Linked DNA regions of Mus musculus: region 2 is linked to region 1. A link is a contact called in public Micro-C data. All regions are on one chromosome and are shown on one strand. Each heading gives the region's core, a stretch centred on a gene start, on an enhancer-like site or on the middle of the called end of the contact. The rest is flanking DNA. Distances are from core to core; before and after follow the strand shown. Region 1 holds the start of Lrrc75a (leucine rich repeat containing 75A). Region 2 overlaps Pigl (phosphatidylinositol glycan anchor biosynthesis, class L).

Region 1 (7,511 bases), core at 2,087-4,586:
GCCAACAAAATTTCACACACACTTGATAGCATTTGTTCTGCTCAATACCCAGGATGCCGCTTCAAGAAAGGAGGAAACACAATTCAGAGAGGTTACCACTGGGCCCAAGGTCACAGCAGACTGAGGACCAAAGGCAAGCCACCCAGGCTCGGTTCTTGGTGCCAGGCCTTTCTCAGTTTACATTGTTCCTAAAGGGAAGAGGATGGCTCTGTGATCCCTCAAGGCAACTGCCTGGCATCCTGCCTGCACCCTCTGAACTGTGTGTGAGGCCTTTCCACAAGTGATAAGCGGGAGAAGTCTCCAAGCAAAAGGACACTCCCTGAATCTTACAAGTGGCAACAGCAGCCATGATACATTGGCTTAGCACGGACTGCCGCACATGGTTCTGAACCATTTCTATATGCAAAACACAAAGCAAGAGAAACGGAGGCAGGAGAGAAGAGCATTGACTCTACACTTGGGCTCTATAGGTAGCACTCACAAGCTCTGGGGAGATCAGGTGCCTTTGCCTGAGGAGAAGATGAGGCTCCTTTAGAGACTCAGAAAGATCAAGGCCTCAATCCCTTCAGGACCATAGGAGTTATGGATTGATGCTTTCTCTAACCCTGGACACGCTCTGAACACATAGAAATCCAGTGTCAACAGCTGGGGAGTAGCTCAGTTGAAAGAATGTTTGCCTGGCATGCACAAGGCCCCAGAGCTTGATCTCCAGGACCAAATAAGCTGGGTGTGGTGGCCCATGCTTGTAATTCCAACACTTTGGGATGTGGAGGCTGGGGGGAGGGGGGGGGATCAGAAGTTCAAGGTCATCATTGGCTTCACAGTGAGTTAGAGGCCAGTCTGGGACACAGAAGACCTTGCTTCAAAAGAACCCAAATCCAAACACTTAGTGCCAAATGTTATCAAATACAGGAGAAAGTACTATGCGAGTGGGGGTGGCCAAACTGCCCGGGTTCCTGCCAGGAGGAAACTAAGATGGAAATAGTATCTTGGGGGAGAGCCACTCAGACTGCAGCACAAATCTGGCTAGACATTCCGCTGCTTGGTTTCAGGGTCCTAGAAAACACCCTTTTCATTTGTCACAGACACTGGGACATCCCTGAGCCCCACTGCCACACGCCTAAGGTCAATGACCGTTTCCTGGAAGGGCTCTCTGATCCCCACATTACAGGCAACGCAGGGCAGCTCTCCAGGTCCACAGCCCTCATCATCAGGCACAGGGCCAGGGAGCCCCAGAAAAGGGGGAAGTCTGATTAACCCTGCCTCTTCCCTTTAGCCCTCCGGGGCCTGTGGTTGGAGAGGTGCCAGAGAGAGAGCCAAAGACACACAAGCGGAAGACCCTAAAGGGAGAGGGCCAGGTCCCACAATGCGATGTGTAATTTTACTGGATACCCCTAACATCAGCCTCCTCCCTGAGACCCTCGGCTCCCTCCAGTGGGCTCCTAACTGGTGCTTGCCAATGTTGCCTTAATTTTCTCCCCTACCCCTCAATAAGGGCTTGTCAGTTTCTTCCTTGCTTTGGTGTTCTTCAGGGCTGGGGAAGCTGCATGTGATTGGTACAACCCTCTTACTGCCTATTGCACAGACAGCTAATGACGGTCTGGAAAATCCATTTTTGCATGTGAAAGTGACAGAATTACCATGGAGGCCATACAAGGTTGGCTTTTGATTTTCAAAAGACAGAGAAATACACACCACTAAAGTTACATGGTGTAAAATGCTATCTTTCTTTGATGATTCAACCCAGAGAAGGTATCTGAGGGTACAGCAGCCTCTAGAGAATCACTGTGGCTGTTGTCAGGAAAACTAGAGGCAAAGGTGGAAGGCTTACACCTCCCCAAGTCCTCAAGTCTCTACTTCTCTTTCTTTTGCAGTGCACACACCTTAGGAACAAACTCCAGAGAAACATTATAGGGTGTGAGGGAAGCCATGGTTCAGAATCCAGGGAGATGTGGATCCAATTAGATCCTGGAAGCTCCTCCCAGGAAGTTGTCCCTACAGCTTCTTCTATCAGTAATGGGAAAACCTCACAAAGGTCAGCTGAGGTTTCCCCTCCCCCATTTTCAGCACACTGTTTATCTACAGGGGTCCTCCAAGAATATAAGGTCTGCACAAAAATATAACGTCTGTGCGAGTCCGTGACACAAAGCCAGACCAAACCGATCTGATCACTGTTCCACCGAGCACCTATGCACCCTCCTGCCTCTGCCACTCAGCAAGACCCTATAGTACAGGCTACCACTTTCCCCGGAAGAAAATGAGAAAGGAAAACAAAAAAACGAGAGGTGGGTGAGGCACCAGCCCTTCAATAGAGGGGACTATTGAAGGGGACTATTGGTCAGATGTGTAGTATGCCCCTTAGTCAGTGAATCAGGACCAGGCTGAGAGAGTACAGTACAGTTCCTGCTGGCCAAGAAACCAAGCCTAGCTTCATTCTGACCAAGACTTCTGCCGGGGTCTCACTGCAAGGACCAGCCAAAGTTAGGGGAGATGAAACCACAAGACACAATATTGGTTGCAAACGATCTAGGGGCTGAAATCTTACTGGTCCTAGGGACATACCTCAGAAGCTGGCTTAAACAGATAACTGCGCATTCCCTGGGGACCCTTGCAAGAGGGTGATAGGTTGTGAGCAGAGAGGAAGAAAACTCTGGCCCAGACCAGGCATTCCTCTCTGTATCCTCTCTCATCAACTATCCCTGGGGACTTGTGGAGGAGAGGAGCAGGGACAATGGTCCAACAGGTCCCCTTTACCTACCTGGACAGGTCAGCCTTCCTCACCCTAGCCTGAGGCCCCAAATTCAGCAGGAAACACAGAGGCACCTGCTGACACACCGCTCCATCCCCGCGAAACGGGGACCCTGGGCGGTGCCTCCCGGCGCTCTCCTGTCACCCCCCTCGTAGGGGCGGGGCGCTCCGGGAGCCGCCGCGCCCCCCATGCCCCCTCCCCGCGCTCACCTGGCGCAGGTGCTGCAGCAGCGTCCCCGCCTCCTCCCGCCGGCCCTGGCGCACCATCCGCAGCAGCTCCTGGACCATGCCGACGCGCCGGTGATAGGGGGGTAGCCCACTGCCCGCGCGCCCCGCCTTGTCCCCGGCGCGCAGCAGCAGCGACGCCCAGAAGTCGGGTCGTTCGCGGCGGGGGCCGGGCGCCGCGCCGGGGCTGGCTCTCTCCGCCAGGCTGCCCTTGGTCTGCCGAGTGCCCATGCCGCCGCCCGCCTGGGGCTGCGCGCGCCGGGCTAAGGCCGCGTCCCCCGCCGGCTTCGCGCCTCCCCGGCCGCAACTTTGGGGGAACTGTTGCGCGCGGGAGGCGCGGGCGCGGGGCGGGGGCGGGGGCGGCTGCGGCCCGCACTCCCCTCGCTCCTCCCTCCTCGCTGCCCCGGCGCGCTCTCCCGGCGCTCGCCGCCAGCCCGTCCCGGCGCTCGCCGCCAGCCCGTCGGCCCCGCCCCGCCCCGCCGGCCGCCCCGCCCCCGCGCCGCCGCGTGTCTCCCTCCCTCTCCGGCGCCCGCTCCTTCCCGCCGCGCGGCTCTGGGCTAGGGGTGCCCGGCGCCCCCGCCCTGCTTTGTCCCTGGTGCAGCGCCCCCTGCCGGACACTGTGCTGCGCCTCTTGGGGCCCGCGGCTTCCTGGCAAAGGTCAGTGAGTTCCCCGATGCTTTCCTGACTGCGCGCCTAGGTGAGGCCCAGGGATTACGGTGGTGGGAGGAGGTCGGGGCGCCGAGCGAGGGAGAGAAACTTCGGAACTTGGAGGTCCTGTTCGCCGCAGAGTCTAGATTCTCAAGAGTGGGCTCTGCAGAGAATCAGTATCTCAGATTGTCCGAGGTGCTGGTTTAAAGCGTAGTATCTCAGGCCTGGCTCAATGCCCACTGAGCAAGCCTCTTCTCCGGGCCTGGAAATGTGCATTTAGCTAGCATCTTGGGTGGTTCCGATGCTCGTTTCTTGGAGCCCCAGTGGCTTTCAGGTAGGTGATGGTAGTTGGTGCACGGACACAGATCTGGATACTCTAGTTTTGTGAACTCTGCATTCTTTTCTCCCTCCGACACTGCTGAGAGGAGACCTTTAAGTCTTCCTGCTACTACTTCAAAGCGGAAATGTGGCTTCTGGTTAGACATTCCTTGTTGCCTTCTTCTCGGGTTTCTTCTACCAACCCCCTGGGAACCCATGGTGCTTGGATAAGGTATTTTGGAGGCCCATGTGCCCTGTTCTTAGCTGTAGGAGGGGCAGCAGTTTTATTTGTATTTATTTATTTATTTTTTCTTTCTTAAGGTCGCTAGTATTGCTCTAGGCCAGAGGGCTGGAGTCCACCACCTGCTGCTGATACGTATCAGAAAAGCCTTGGGCTTCCAGATCCCTGGCTCCTTCTGGAAGGTTAGGATAGTAACACAGTAACATTTATGTCAAGAGTTGGAAGGTGAAGACTGTGTGTGTGTATTTCTGTGTCTGTTTACCCTGGTGCTTTTTTGTTTAACAAAGTTTCTCCCTGGCGTGGAACTCCCCAAGCAGGCTAGTTTGCCTGGCCAATGAACTCCACAAATCCACCTATTTTCCACCTTACTAATTTAGGATTGTTAGGTGAGTACGACCACACGACTTTTTCTTTTCTTTTTTAAAGATTTATTTATTATATGTAAGTACACTGTAGCTGTCTTCAGACACACCAAAAGAGGGCATCAGATCTCATTACGGATGGTTGTGAGCCACCATGTGGTTGCCGGGATTTGAACTCAGGACCTTCAGAAGAGCAGTCAATGCTCCTCCCCACTGAGCCAGCTCACCAGTCCTTTTTTTTTTTTTTTTTTTAAGGTAGATCACATTATGTATCCCTGGCTAATCTGGAACCTTTTACATAGACTAGGCTGGCCTCGAGTTTACAGATTTACCTGACTCTGACTCCTGAGTGCTGGGGTTATAGGGGCGTGTGACAATTTTTCTTTAAAAATTAAAAAAAATTATAAATTAAAATCTTTAAATTAATTTAGAGCTTAATTCTTTTTAAAAATGAGTCATGGATACCAAACTCAGTCCTGCTTGCAAGGCAAGCATTTTTACCCACTGAGCTGTCTCTTAGACCGGTGAATACTTTTTGGAAAAAAAAAATGTAATGACACTTGTTATTCATTCAGGACCATCCTCAGTAGGGTTTGGCACTAGGGGAGAGAGACCCAGCTTGGTTTTGAGTTTATAGCGAAGCAGCTGGGGTGGGTGTTGATGGATGGGAAATGACAAAGGGAAAGCACCATCTATAAAGGGATTCTAGCTAAACTGGTCTAACAGAATTGCCAGTCGATATCCCTGCAGGCTGGTAGAGGACAAACCTCATCAGACATTGCAGGTGATCAGCCACCTGGAGTAGTTCTTCCGAAACTGACTTGAGAAAACTCTTTGCTGGAACCGTATTCTATAAGAATATGCACCAATGGGCTGGGAAGAGGGTTCGGGAGCCTGACGAGGTGAGCCGGGTGAGAATTCTTATCCAAGCAGAGGTGCTGTAGAAGTGATCATTCTTTTCCATCTTCTCAAATATGTCTTCTCTGTCAACTCCAACAAGTGCCTTGAGGTTGAGGCCTTGGGTCTCCCCAAGTCCCACTCTCTGGTGTTCTTAGAGAACTCTGCTCTGGCTTCACGGTTCAGCACTGCATTCAAAACTGCTTGGCTTTTGTGTGCAGAGGACACTTATCCGGGTCTTGAGAATCTGGTTTGGGAAATACCCCTGGATCTCATTTCTGGCTTGCATGACCATCCAGGAAAGTAGCTGTGAAAGATCCCTGCTGATGGGGTCCCTTTGGGGGCGGGGTGGATGCCACCCACCTGAGGACAGACCCCAAACCTGAGCTAGCAGGTTGGCCTGCTTGAGGATGTATAAGTGGGGCAAATGCAGTCTCATTCTTTCTCTGAATCCATTCCTCTGTTATTTTTTTTCTCCCAATATTTCTTCATGGGCTTGCTCTCAGTAATGATCATTCAGATCTTCTCTATTTATTAAGAGACAAGTTGAAAAGCTGAGTGTGGTGGCACACCCTTTTAATCCTAGCACTCAGGAGGCAGAGGCAGGTATATTTTTGTGAGTTCGAGGCCACTAGGTCTACAAAGTGAGTGGAGGACAGCCAGGGCTATTACACAGAGAAACTCTGTCTCAGAAAAACAAAACAAAACCAAGAAAAACCAAACCACACACACACACACACACACACACACACACACACACACAGAGAGAGAGAGAGAGAGAGAGAGAGAGAGAGAGAGATTTGAGTTTGCCTCAATCTGTTCCTGCTACCAATGCTCCACCCCCTTCCATTTCAGCAGAGCTTTTTGTTTGTTTGTTTGTTTAAGACAAGATTTCTTTGTAGCCTTGGCTGTGCTGGAACTTGCTCTGTAGACCAGGTTGGCCTCAAATCAGGGATCCCCCTGCCTCTGCCTCCCAAGTGCTGAGATTAAAGGTGTGCGCCACTACCACCCTGCTTCAGCTAAGCTTCTAACAAATGCCTGTATTCATTGTTACAACTTCTTCACCTCCATCCACTCTTCTTTTGCTACAGTTTGGCTTCCATCCACACCACATCATTGAAATGTGTCTTGCCAGTGACCTAGTTGCTAAATTCAGTGGCTACTTTTCAGTCTTCATCTCACTCAGAGGCCATGCCAGATCCTGTTGCCTACTCGGTTTTGGTTGAAACTGCTTTCTTCTACTCTGGCATGATGGTGTGCCCCGGGGATTCTAGCTCTTGGGAGAGTAAGGCAGGATAGCAGGTTTGAGACTATGTAGGGAATTCCAGGACAGTTTGGGGAATTTCAGAAGACTGAATAGGGACTACTCTGTGGCTTTTCTCTTGCAGTGCTGGAGATAGAGCCCAGAGCCTTGTGTGCCTTTTCTTCTTTATTCCATTAGAGCCCTCTTTCTTACCCCTGTCCTTTACTTGTTGGCAAACAGTGCTGTCTGAATCCTCATTGTAGGTTTTGCCATGGCTTACACTCATGGCTTTCCAACCCTGCACACATTGATGGCTCTGGTCATTGGCAGAAGACACAAGACTTTGAGAGTAGAGACCAGGACTTTACCGCTTTTGCGTTAGTTCTTGCCTCCAAGCCCTGCAGGGGCAGTGTGATGGGCCCAGATGGATGCTCCACATGCAGATGGTTTGTGTCATAGCTGAGAAACATGGAGCTTGGGGAGGAGGGAATCTACGGCATATAAAGGAAGTAGTAAGCTGTTGTCTTTCAAGTGTGCCTGTTAGAAGCACAACACTGAAAAGAGGCTCAGGTGTCAAGAGGCAGGGTCTTTCCATCCACAAGATGTGAGAGTGTGCCAGGCTCCCAGAGGAAAGTCTTTTACCAGTAGGCATGTCACCTTCTTCCAGTGAGTATATCCTCTTCTGGAGCACTGAGGTCTCTGCTCATAGTCAGGGACAGGTCAGGGACCCTGGAACGAGTGTGCACTGGATCATTTCCTTCAGCACCTGCACCTGACTAATGGAGTCTGCTAACACTGGCATCAAGGCCAGTGACTTCCTTCTGCTGTC
Region 2 (7,511 bases), core at 1,983-4,482, 140 kb before region 1:
AGCTAGTTCCATCTCTGCTTGTGAAAGACCCACAACGTGAGGACTCCCTCACGTTCTGACTCAGGAGAGGCGACACCCCAAAATCACCAACGAGAAACGGTCTTGCTGCAACCTGCAAGAGGATTTTTATTCAAGAGCGCTCTCGGGCCCACGGTCATACACCACGCAGGGGTAGAGGACCGTGGCGCCCCGAGTAGCTGAGTAAGGGGGTATTTAAAGGAAGAAACCACAACTCAAGGAGGTGGGGAGGGCGTTGTTGGAAAATACCAAAAATACCAGTTAAGAGTCACAAGGAAGTACAAAGTCACAAGTGTCACAAGGAATGGTAACTGTTAACTCTCAAGACAGTTTCTAAGAGCCCCTAACAGTAGCACCTTTGCATAGCGGGTTCCCGCAATGGTCAGGGTGGGTCAGGGTGACTTTCTTTGAATGAATACTCTTTGAACGCAGGAAGTAGGTGGGTGGAGGAATGTCGCTATCTGTTTTATGATTAGCATACCTTGGAGCACTGAGTTTACTATTCTTTCACTTGTACTTGTGGCTTTTTGTCAGTTTGACACAAGCTGGAGTCATTTGGGAAGAGGGAATGTCAATCAAGAAAAAGCCTCCATCAAAATGACCTGTAGGCAAGTCTGTGGGTCATTTTCTTGTTTGATGATTGATGTGGAAGGGCCCTGCCAACTGTGGGTGATGTCCTCTGGACAGGTGGACGTCAGTGTATAAGAGAGCAGGCTGAGCAAGCCAAAAGTAGCAAGCCAGTGAGCGGCCTCTGCTTCAGTTCCTACCTCGAAGTTCCAGTGTAAGTTCCTGCCCTAACTTCCCTCCTGATGGACTGTGATCTGGGAGTTTTAAGATGATATAAACCCTCTCCTCCTCCCAAAGTTGTTTTTGGTCTTGGTCTTTATCATGGCAACAGAAAGCTAACTAGGACACTAATAGATTTTTAGAGAAAAACAAAAAACATCGAGGGTAGTTATCTCATCTCTAATGGGCAAAACTTGAGGCCAGATTATTCCATAATCCACAGACCAACTTCTGGATTAAGCTGTGTGGGAATGAAATGCCATAATCAGAAGTGTGGAGTCCTGTAGATTTAGATGTTGACTTATGCAATAGAAACTTCCGGGAGTCTCGTGTGCTTGGCTGGGCCATGGGCCTGCAGGCCTTGCTCTGAAGGTCCCTCCTGTTTACACAGCAGAGTGGGTGTCTCGTGCTCCCTCTAATGTTCCTCCTCTCCATCCTCCAGGGCCCTGCACTCAGGAGGGAAGCTGCCTAAAGGTAAAGAAGGCTTTTGTTGTTTGGGTTTCTGGTTTTTTGCAAATAGACAACAGTCACTACTCTTGTAAGGAACTTACCAAGGAAATTTGCAAATATTGTCAGCCCTCCATATCTATTAATTTCTATGTTATCTATGGACTTAACACCATGGGAGCAGAATTATTCAAGGGGATGCTGGAGACCAGGCTCCCCAGTTAAAAGCACGCTCTTGCAAAGGACCTGGGCTCAGTTCCCAGGACCCATATCAGGCAGACTACAACACCTTATAATACCAGTCCCAGGGCATTCAGACATCCAGTGCACGAATGTGGTGCACATAAACTCATGCAGGCACACGCACACGCAAAAACATATTTAAATATGCAAGAAGAAAAAAATGGCACCTATACTGAGCATGCAGATTCTTCTCTTCTTATTAGTCCTAGACAATGGAATACAGCAACTATTTCCACAGCATTTCCTCACATTAGAGAGTATAAGTAACCCGGAGATGAATTCATGTATACAAGAGGATGCGGATAGGTTCTGTGTAAACACTGCATCATTTTATGTCAACTTGGTCATCAGTAATTGAAGTATTTGTGGCAGTCCTAGAACAGTACCGCTGGGGACTGAAGGACACATATTCAGGGTGGCCCTAGACTGTGCAGTGTTGTAAGGTGTGCATGGCAGGTTCTGGGCTGGCCTCCCTCACAGGGGTGACATGAGATCAGAAAGTGAACCGCGGGAGCTGAGTGCTGTCTCCACAGACTGAGTGAGGCCTTAGGAGCACCACTGGCCACCATTGTCCACCACGTGAGACAGGCAGGCCTACACTGCCCACACCACTTTATCAACTAGGAAGCTAAACTCCAGAGCAGTTAAGAGACTTTCCATGCCAAAACATTTTCAGAGATGGGGTGCCAAGGACCAGCCTTGGCTTGGAGAGGGGTTCTGAGAGAAGGCCTGACTGGGACCTGGGGAAACAAACGACTCAGGTCAAAGCATGGGTCTGAGCTGGTGGCCTATGTTCTGCTCAAGACAGCTTTTCAGTCTGCTTTCTCTGTTTTTCCTTCTCTGGAGATCTTTAGCCAGTTACCTCTGTGTTCTGCTTGTGCCTATTCTCCAAGCAGTTCTCTGACCTAAAAACTTCTCTGCATAGCTCATTCCCACTGATCTTTTATTTTACATACCAATCTAGTCCTTTACTCTACTCCTGGCTTCCTTTGGATTATCCTATCAAACTGCATCCGGTGATCCCAGCCCTTTGTTATGGGAGAGCAAGCGCATTTTTTTTAAAGTTGCAAAAGAATTCGGAGATCCGCCTGCCTCTGTTACACAAGGCAACAAACTAGTTGGGTGGGACCCCACCCAGAAATTACCTTTTCAACCACTGCAGAGCCTGGACCTAAATTCCTTATCCCACGCTGACCTTGAACTCAGGAATCTATGTAAGCACAACAACAACAAAACTTAGCCTGCTCTAAATCTCTTTATCTTCCTCCTAAGTATCTGACAAGTTGGCTCACAGTGCAGCTGCCTCAGTCCCTTTAGATCTATGAAGCTCCTTACACAATTTATATTACATAGTCATATTTTACATAGTTGAGAAATTTTATATTTTCAAACTCATGGTTTTAGAGTTCTTTTCATAACCTTAAGGGCTGTCTTGTAGGTCCCAGCATTTACCATTTTGCTGAGACACTAGCCACACCTATGCCTCCAGGACTAGTGCAGTCTCGGAATCCCGTGGAGTCATTATCATTTACTGCTAGGCCGGAACAGAGGAATGCAAACATATGTACATTATTATGCAAACAAGCCTTTTGCCCACAGCAGCCCATGAGGCTTTGGAAGGCCAGTTGGTCCTGATCCAGAGGCGGGAACCAATTCACTCCCCCACCACCAAGGCCATGCCAGACCCGGCAATGGGGTCTAACTCTGAAGCCTAGGCTGGCTTCCAAGTGCTGTGATTACAGGTGAGAGCCAGCTCACCCAGCACCTGGTGTCAGAGCACAGCTGGAATGAGTCTTTAGTTTCCCAATTTAGAAGTTCCTGTTTATCACCTTTCCTCAGCCCTCTAGCAGCCCAAGTGGAAGCTCTTGCACGGACACTCACAGCTGTGGAGCACTTCTGCCACCTGGCAGTCCTCCCCTGTGAGAGAATGCTGGTGAGAGCCACAAAGCACCTGGCAGCTGAAGAGCATCTGCCTTGCCTGCCTTGAGCCACTAGGAGAGGGAGGGTGCTCAGGGGAGCACCTGGCTGAGAGCAGCACAGTGATCCCATCCGCCATCCCTCCTTGCCCAGGGTGCTCCGTGCTCACGCTCCAGTCTGTGAACGCGCTTCGGAAGTACGCCTTCCTCCTGGATCTGCCCTGGACTCTGCTGTCACCCCAGGATGTTCTCTTTGTGCTCACCAGCAAAGAAGTGGCACAGGCCAAGGTAAGATATGAATCTCCTGATACTGTACTGTGACCCCAGCCTCATGTCCCTTGGCTCTTCAAAGCCCTGCTACCTGCGACAGTGCGCCACATGCTAGATTATTCCACCTGGCTGACTAGCTTTTCAACGACTTGGGCTTTTTTTTTTTTTTCCTGATTATAAAATGTATAAACCGGGCGTGGTGGCGCATGCCTTTAATCCCAGCACTTGGGAGGCAGAGACAGGTGGATTTCTGAGTTCGAGGCCAACCTAGTCTACAAAGTGAGTGCCAGGACAGCCAGGGCTACACAGAGAAACCCTGTCTCAAAAAACCAAAAAAAAAAAAAAAAATACATACACCATCATCAGTGAAATGAAAACAAGCGGCTGGAGAGCTGGCTCAGTGGTTAGGAGCACTCGATGCTCCCATAGAAGATCTGGTTTCAGTTCCTGTGCCACAGCCATCTGTAACTCCAGTTCCAGGGGGTCTGTCACCCTCTTTTGGCCTCCTTGGTTACTACATACCCATGCACTCAAGCACTGACATACATATACATCTAAGAAAGCGTAGAGCTCCCAGTGGGGCAGTGAGAGGGAGGGTCTGCAAATAACAGGCCCAGAGTGAGTGCCAGCATGTTCTCTGATTCTTCCAGAAAGCCATGTCCTGCCACCGCAGCCAGCTCCTCTGGTTCCGATACCTCTACGTCCTCTTCTCCAGATACATGAGAATCAACTCACTGCGGTTCCTCTGAAGCCTTGGAGAGTGGTCAGACCCTCAGAACAAGAGGGAGAAGCAGAGCAAGAAGTCGTCTGGCCAGGCTTTGGGCTGATTTACCTGCCTGACCCAGGGAAACCCCAGCAAAGCAGCGTCTGCCAAACAGGGACCACATGAAGGATGGGTCACCCCAACCCAGCTTCCTCTTCTGAGGAAAACCTGCCAAAACCAAGCCTACACCAACACAATAGTAGCCACCCCACTAATTTACCAATAGTTTGCATGATAACAGAGTTTGCACCAGACATCCAGCAAAGCCTAGGGAAGTTGTCTTTACCACAAATGTGTGTAAATGTGCCATAGAACTAGTTCACAGGTGTGATGTTTACATGGTTTCCAGACCAGGCTGTTTTGGTCAGTCTTCTGTTCCTGTAGCTGAAACACCGCTCACAGGGCATCTGCAGAGCTGCGGTTTTCTTGGATCACAGTTCTGAAGCCTGTGAAGTCCAAGAGCATAGCAGCCTCTACATGACCGCGGTGAGGGGCATCCCGCTGCATCTCAAAGGCAAAGGCAGTCAGTCAGAAAGAGCCCATGAGCCAAAGAGTTCCTTTAGAACAAAGCCACGCCTACAACAAATAACCCTGTCACTTCCAAAAGGCCTCACCCTAAACACTGGGGCTCTGAAGACACATGAATTCCAGGGGACACAGCCAAACCCTAGCACAGGTTCATCCAGACACCCCTCTCCCCTCCCCCCACAGTCTTCAGGTGCTTCAAACTATTCCTTGGGTTTTTATTTGTGTCCCCTTATGAGAACTTTACAGTCTAGAGAAGCTGTACCTTATCATCATGGTGGTTCTGCTGTGTGTGGAGATGATCCTGTGGGTCCCCCCTTTAAGGAGCCAATAAACACCTTGGTTCTCTGCCTTTTCACAGTAGGAGCTGGGCCCACACCTTTATATATATACTTTTTTTTTTTTTTTAAGATTTATTTGTTATATGTAAGTACACTGTAGCTATCTTCAGACACTCCAGAAGAGGGCATCAGATCTCATTACAGATGGTTGTGAGCCACCATGTGGTTGCTGGGATTTGAACTCAGGACCTTCTGAAGAGCAGTCGGCGCTCTTAACCACTGAGCCATCTCGCCAGCCCATATATACTTTTTTTAAAAAGAAAAAGAAAGAAATGGAAAGAAAATACAAACATTATTCTGATAGTGAAATATTGAACCAGTACAAAATAAATAAAATATGGGAAGCTGGGTGTAGTAGTATATGCCTTTAATCCCAGCATTCAGAAGACAGAGACTTGTGGATATCTCTAAGTTTGTGGCCAGCCTGGTCAACATAGTGAGTTCCAGGACATCCAGAGCTACATAATGAGTTTCTTTAAAAAGTAAAAAAATAACCTCAAATAGTTATTCTAATAGGATGGATAGTGATAAAACCACGTTTACATAAAGCAGTATACCCACATGTAAAAATCTACATGATAATGAACAAATAGTGTTCTTAGCCTGCTTTGTTTGGGGGAAGAAGTGTATTTCCATAGCCACAGGTGTAAGCAAGCAGAGCTTTGCCCATGCCTGTGGAGCCTGTCTCTGAAGAGTCCTTTTGTACTGTGTTCCTGCACTGAGCCCTCTGCAAGGCCGATTCGCTGATTAGCAACGACACAGAAGTTGAAAGGCTGCATGTCCAGAACCAAGTTATATTGGGGTGTCCTTAGACACCTTGCAAACTGTCTGCTCCCCACTTCTGTATCTGACCTAGCATCTTTGTGACCGTTGGGTAAACACTTGGGAATATAGAAGCAGCTGCCTAGTTCCCACCAACCAAAGGCTAGGGATTCTTTCAGATAGCATCTGAGGCGTCCAGCTGAGATGCCTTCCTTCCCTGTGATCCACCTACCTGATGTTCCCACTGTGTGTGTGAGAAGTGCCCATGTGTGACTGTGTGTGTGAGAAGTGCCCATGTGTGACTGTGTGTGTGAGAAGTGCCCATGTGTGACTGTGTGTGTGAGAAGTGCCCATGTGTGACTGTGTGTGTGAGAAGTGCCCATGTGTGACTGTGTGTGTGAGAAGTGCCCATGTGTGACTGTGTGTGTGAGAAGTGCCCATGTGTGACTGTGTGTGTGAGAAGTGCCCATGTGTGACTGTGTGTGTGAGAAGTGCCCATGTGTGACTGTGTGTGTGAGAAGTGCCCATGTGTGACTGTGTGTGTGAGAAGTGCCCATGTGTGACTGTGTGTGTGAGAAGTGCCCATGTGTGACTGTGTGTGTGAGAAGTGCCCATGTGTGACTGTGTGTGTGAGAAGTGCCCATGTGTGACTGTGTGTGTGAGAAGTGCCCATGTGTGACTGTGTGTGTGAGAAGTGCCCATGTGTGACTGTGTGTGTGAGAAGTGCCCATGTGTGACTGTGTGTGTGAGAAGTGCCCATGTGTGACTGTGTGTGTGAGAAGTGCCCATGTGTGACTGTGTGTGTGAGAAGTGCCCATGTGTGACTGTGTGTGTGAGAAGTGCCCATGTGTGACTGTGTGTGTGAGAAGTGCCCATGTGTGACTGTGTGTGTGAGAAGTGCCCATGTGTGACTGTGTGTGTGAGAAGTGCCCATGTGTGACTGTGTGTGTGAGAAGTGCCCATGTGTGACTGTGTGTGTGTGAGAAGTGCCCATGTGTGACTGTGTGTGAGAAGAGCCCATGTATGATTGTGTGTGTGTGTGAGAAGAGCCCCTGAGTGACTATGTGTGTGAGAAGTGCCCACGTGTGAGAAGAACCCATGTATGACTGTTGTGAGAGAAGTGCCCGTGTACGATTTAAGTAGGGCTTCTGCTATAAAACTTCATGGAACTGTTTCCACATTGGGACATGGAACTGGGGTGACCTGAATGTGTGTCCTGGGACACCAGCACATATTGCATCCCAGGATAAACTACCTCACATCTCTTTGAAGTGAGAACTGTTATTTTGTTGACAATACCCCTTGAGGGTTTTTTTTTTATGATATATACACAGTACAACCTATGAAAAATGTTTTCAAATCTGAGACATTAAAAAGACACATAGAAGAACTATAATGATTTGAGAATTATTTTGTGCCTGTTTGTATTTGTTTTACTCT

The links. Hi-C and Micro-C count contacts between places; a contact is called where the count stands out from the background.
Region 2: a contact with region 1 is called in a Micro-C map of embryonic stem cells, with 5 times the contacts expected there. The contact joins the enhancer-like site here to the promoter of Lrrc75a in region 1. A contact is called at or near these places in 1 of 484 Hi-C or Micro-C datasets (embryonic stem cells), 3 of 115 datasets of contacts at active chromatin or transcription factors (embryonic stem cells and stem cell-derived neural progenitor cells) and 2 of 9 other capture datasets (adipose tissue and pancreatic islet).

What each region holds. Positions count from the first base shown.
Region 1 is chr11:62,645,187-62,652,697 of GRCm38.p6, forward strand. Lrrc75a (leucine rich repeat containing 75A) reads right to left here and starts at 3,337. Exons shown (of 4, transcript NM_198861.1): 1 at 2,959-3,337. The coding sequence starts at 3,204. It overlaps Mmgt2 (membrane magnesium transporter 2), which reads left to right and starts at 3,478. Exons shown (of 2, transcript NM_175002.2): 1 at 3,478-3,670.
Region 2 is chr11:62,508,574-62,516,084 of GRCm38.p6, forward strand. Pigl (phosphatidylinositol glycan anchor biosynthesis, class L) reads left to right here. Exons shown (of 7, transcript NM_001039536.4): 5 at 1,247-1,278; 6 at 3,565-3,698; 7 at 4,331-7,464. The coding sequence ends at 4,429. Among named protein-coding and RNA genes, the nearest start is that of Cenpv, 27 kb to the right of the region's middle. Within about 2 kb of position 3,233, at least 40 of the 459 cell types and tissues checked have an H3K27ac peak or open chromatin away from gene starts, as enhancers often do. A contact at or near this core is called in embryonic stem cells and pancreatic islet, where this site is marked.